Linked DNA regions of Bicyclus anynana: region 2 is linked to region 1. Evidence: chromatin contacts called from public Hi-C data. All regions are on one chromosome and are shown on one strand. Each heading gives the region's core, a stretch centred on a gene start, on an enhancer-like site or on the middle of the called end of the contact. The rest is flanking DNA. Distances are from core to core; before and after follow the strand shown. Region 1 holds the start of LOC112052511. Region 2 overlaps LOC112046156.

Region 1 (2,700 bases), core at 183-2,682:
TGTACCTGGCAGCAACCAGTATTGGAGGGGATATCTAGTCAGTGGCGATCACAATAGATCGGTAACGGTCAACGTGATACAGGACCTCAAGAGACCTGCAGAGTCGCGACATCAAGAAGAAGAAGAAGAAGAATGGCATAAATCACTACTAGGTAAAATTAGCAGGTAGGTAGGGCCTGACTTTTGAAGTATGAGGAAAAACAATATTCGTTTCCATTTTGTAGGTAGGTTTAGAATTTAATGTTTAATATAATATATGTTTCTACGTATAAAAATATTTCCTAACGAAGTCATATAGACCGAATTGAACTTGCTTTAATAAATATTAAAAAAAAAACAACACTCGCTATAAAGTACCATAAAGTACAGAAATGACAATGCATTTAAACTGTAAAGACTTCAATGTTAGTCAACATATTATGGACAGCAGACAAGATTAGGAAGTTCTCTAAAGATACAGTTATTAATATAATGGAAGTATTTTTATATAGGTGCTTATAAGTGCTGCTGTAAACCCCACTACTCGTCAATTGATGACAATTAAGGTTAATGACTATAGATAGGTAGGTATAGCGTTAGTATCAGCTTGAAAAGAACATTTTTATCTATTAATATTATGTTGTAAACCAAACACAAAAGGTGATCAATCAATTTCACAAAGATATTACAAAAAGAGACATTTTAAAACTACCTACATATAAATAATAGTGCGCACATTAATCCATTGTATAAAATGTAATAAACGTGACTTTACACATATGATCACTGTGTGCAATAAGTATTAGTTTACACTGTACATTCACAATAAAGGTATAGAACGAGATAAGGCACTCAACCTCGACGAGGATTACCTAAGTCGACAGACCCGTGCGCCGACGCAAGGAGTTTTAAAAGGCAAAATAGGTAAAACGGCGCACAAAGGACGAACCGTATTAATGTACCGTATCGCGTCAACCATTGTTTGCCAGAAAGAAAACACCACGTGACACAAAAAAGGTACACCTCTGATTCACAAAACAGAACGAGATTCATACGTAGGGAAAACAACGAAATTGTAAATTGAGCACTTTCATGGATGCGACATACTGCGCGGGCGATGAAAATGAAGGCAGTGCCGCTCGCCGCGCCTTGCCTTCAAACCTCCGAGTCCGACACTTTATGCACACACCGCCTTCGGTTAAATTCTTTGCATAAATAAGTGAGAAAGCTCCTTTTGCCCACGAATAACAACTTTTTTGCACACACTCCGCGAAAACTGATGCACTGCATCCAATACAATGTATAAAACAAACTTCCTTACCTTACACTGCGCAGTAAAGATGTTCTAACACGATCGATGAAGAAAAAACACAAGCGAAAAGTAGACACAGTCACGTTCGTACGGATACGTCGAGGGTAATGGCGCCGGTTCGGTTCGTTCCAACTTCCAACCCGTCGAATGTTACTCAGAGACTCGGAAGGCTATGCCTTGTTTGCTCAGTGACGCGGTACCTCATTTTGTGTCCCTTTCTTGTGGACGTACTTCGGTCATGCGATGGAATGAGAAAGGTGTTAAATTATCAACGCCGTATCATATACCTGTGGTGCAGCAACCTACATCACCGGTGCGCTTAACAATGTCATGTCTGCTGATAGTTTGTCTTAAAAAAGTTTAATACTCAAGTGAAGATGCATTTTTAATAATTACATCACATTATTACAAACAGCTCTTCAATTTTCCAAAAAATATATATAATTCGTCGTTTATATTTAGGTTTTCCGAATTTTCTAAAAGGAAATTATTTTAGGTGAGTCAGCGTAAATAAGTTTTCAAAGTTGTAAATTATAATTAACTAAAGTACTATATTTCAGAACAGAAAGTTGTATTAAAAAAAATAATCTCTATGGTTTAAAAATTAATATCAGTAAAAGTAAAGTAAACACAATTTAAAATAATACACTTTATTTTCAAATACGTTGTGTCGGTTAATTAGCGCCATCTTGTGATGGTTGTGTAAACAATCTAGTAAATGACGCAGCACGATCCTCTACGTGATTTCCCTCTTGACAACGTAGTGTACACTGAGGCAACGTAGTCTTGATGGCAGCTTCACTGGGCCGCAGAAAGATGGCGCTGCGCTCTTTTTTGGCCTATAATATTTTCTGTCTTATGCCTCAGATAATATTTTTATGGGCTTTATGTTACAATGATAAGGCTGAAAGAAGTGGAAATCTTTAGATACCCACACAACCTATAAACAGCATTGCTTTAGAAGGTGTGTGTGTTTGGAGTGGGACTTTAAAACGTTAAACGTGAAGTGTATGAAATGTACTAGACAGAAATTGAAAACATATAATTCGGTATACCTCATCATCATTATCATTAACAACCTATATTCGGCTTACTGTTAAACACGAGAGTAACCCTCTCGTGTTTAACTAATAGTCCACCACGCTGGCCCAATGCGGATTAGCAGACTTCACATACGTACAGAGTTTAAATTACACATAGGTATCTGAAAGTAGCATGTTGCATGCCCTGACCGGATTTGGCTACGCCCTCCCAATCGAAGGCAGTGGTCTTATCCTCTGGGCTATCAAGGACAAAGGACTGTCGGTAGGCTACTTCGGAATGGTTCTTTAAACTTTACAATAAAAAGGTCTCTTGCCACCATAAAGAGCCATCAGGTCGGCTAGTCGGCATGATGGCAAGAAATCTGA
Region 2 (2,700 bases), core at 130-2,629, 160 kb after region 1:
TTCACCACGTTGCTTGGAAAGACTCATTCTGGATCATTTATTCTGTGGTCAAGATTACTTAGATACCTCACGAACGTTTGAAATCTAATTAAGGGCTAAATGAATCACAGCATGAACACCTGCACTAAAATCCTTTTAATTTTCTGGTCACGCGCACTACTCCAAATAGGAGCACATTTTAGAGCCGGAAAAGAAATATCAACATTAGCGAGTACACAGTTACTTGCAATGCAACAATTTTATCTTTGTTATCAGCGCTGATAAAACCAAGTTGTAGTTCACGTAAATTTAGGTCGACATACCTACTTTAGCTGGTGTTAGTGTTACAAATGTAAGAACCCTCCGTTTCCATTAAGGTATTGAATTCTTCTGCAATAAAAGAGATGGTAGCTTATGATAATATAAGTGTCATGAGTAATACTTCGAAGAGAGACTGATATACGTTATATGTTGATACGATAAGTGCTTATCAATATCGACAAAATAATTTAAATCTGATTCATATTAGAATAGTAGACTAAATAGGTCCTATTATACTGTATTATCCATCCTATTGATTTTTGCTTGCACTTAATAAACGATATTTGTGAATAATATAATATATTTCATTAAAATACACATTGTTACTAGTTGCCTTGTTTAAAGTAAATTTACCTTTCAATTTCTCGATTGCTACAAATTATTAAAAATAATAATTTTTTTGCACTTTGGGACCTAAAAATATAAATTGTTAAAAAATGATACGAACCTTAGTCACATATTTAGGTTAATTAATCACCTATATAACTATTTGATCATCTTTAAAATCACTTCAGATATCACTGTTATATTATATTATATCTATCACTCTTTGAACTTCACAACAGGTAGGAAATTTGATAGTTTTTCTCATTTAATCATAAAGGTAAAAGATAAAAGTTTTAGACACCATAATTATTGTTTACGTGTGTCTTGAACCAGCAGATCACTTTATATGAGCCGAATTAACACATGACGTGTTATCATTGATAATGATAAGGACTATAGGATAATGGTAGGTGTGGTAATCACATACAGGTTTATTTATCATTATATTGTTAATTTTGCTAAAGCATAAGGAGTCAATATTTTATGAGCAATATTAATAAAATTAGAACAGTAGGTCATTGATTTATCTACTAGAATTATTATATGCACCTACCTACCTACTACTAACTCATGAAAGCACTTTGTATAATGAAATATATTTGTTTCATTCAGCAATTATTTATAAATGCTAAAATAATTATAATTATATTAAAATTCATAATGATATTCGTATTTTATTATAATTTTATATTGCAGCGCCATCTACCAAGGATAGTCAGAACTACTAAGCGTCTGTAGGTTCGTGGTGCACAGTACACAATGTTTTCGTAGTGCACCACTAGGTGTCGGTATGTGTTGCAAAATAAAGTTACAATTGCAATTTTCAATATTTAATATTTTTTATTGCTTAAATTCTTATCTAATTAATCTAATATTAAACGTCATCAGTCACATAAAACACATTGCACCCCATACTTATAAACACATGCAATAAAATATAAAACACTGGTCTCCATTAAAATTAATTTATATTAATATCTACTGTTCGTCTCACTGACCGTCTGTCATGGACTCTTGGTCTCGTTTCAGTCAAATCACCAATCGATCGCGACCTTCTATATCTTCTATTATTATTAGTATTACTATCTTCTTCATCAACGAAATCTGGCAAAGAGTGAAACGAGGCGTTCAAACGAGGCATCAACAGTGCTTCGTCGTAACTTGGAGGTAGTTCCTCTCGCAGTGGTATTCTTAGCTGCACTGAATCAGGCCTGCGTTGTGTTGCGTTGCCATTCAATGCCGTTGTTTCCGGGGTTGTTTGTCGAGGTTGAGGTGGGTTTAAGGCCATGATGCCTCGACAAACACACGAAGTTATTAAAGTTCCTATAAGCATACCAAATAGTACTGCCATTAATGTGTATGAGGGCGTCCCATTTTCATCGGCGTGCCATGTACGTATGTACGCCTGCTGCCAACTTAATTGCGACACATTTTGTGGTGAATAACAAATCAGTGATCCTCTATCTTGCACTTTTGGCGGTTCTTTTGTTAAAAACTCGTATGTAAGTAGCATATTGACTCTGAAACCTTCGCAGCTCCAACGGTTGCCCTTCACACGGACTTCCCTTAAAAATGGATTAGAAGCGAAGTGCGAAGTTGACCACACCTCTTTAAACTCATTACCTCTCAAATCTAATACTGCTAAATGCGGTAACGAGGAAAAAGATTGGTCATTTATTGTCGCTATTTCGTTATAACTCAAATCTAATTCCTGCAAGGAATTGGATGCTAAATTATCAGGTATAGATTCAATTTCGTTCAGTGACAAATTTATTTCGAGTAGTGTAGGCATTTCTGTCATGGAGTTCGTATCTAAGTTTGTAATTTGACAATTGCTTAAATGTAAAATTCTTAAAGAAGGCGATTGGAATTTAGGCACTTCTGAGAAATAGTTTCTGGATAAAATGATCACTTCCAGGCCCGTTGTTTTTGCGAATATTCCAAGTGGCAGATTATTTATACGATTTTCCGATAAATCGAGATATGTGAGACGTGACATTCTTACGAAAGCGTCTTCGTCAATACGATTTATCTTGTTTTTAGATAGATCCAATTTTTGTATGTTAAAAGTAC

The links. A called contact is a pair of places that touch in the nucleus more often than the background predicts.
Region 2: a Hi-C map of whole larva shows a contact between it and region 1, with 4 times the contacts expected there. The contact joins the enhancer-like site here to the promoter of LOC112052511 in region 1. A contact is called at or near these places in 2 of 2 Hi-C or Micro-C datasets (whole body and whole larva).

Annotation. Positions count from the first base shown.
Region 1 is chr1:6,728,416-6,731,115 of ilBicAnyn1.1, forward strand. It overlaps LOC112052511, which reads right to left and starts at 1,433. Exons shown (of 3, transcript XM_024091624.2): 1 at 1,301-1,433.
Region 2 is chr1:6,889,377-6,892,076 of ilBicAnyn1.1, forward strand. It overlaps LOC112046156, which reads right to left. Exons shown (of 5, transcript XM_052881702.1): 3 at 1,602-2,700. Among protein-coding and RNA genes, the nearest start is that of LOC112046156, 4.7 kb to the right of the region's middle. Within about 2 kb of position 1,380, at least 6 of the 8 cell types and tissues checked have open chromatin away from gene starts, as enhancers often do.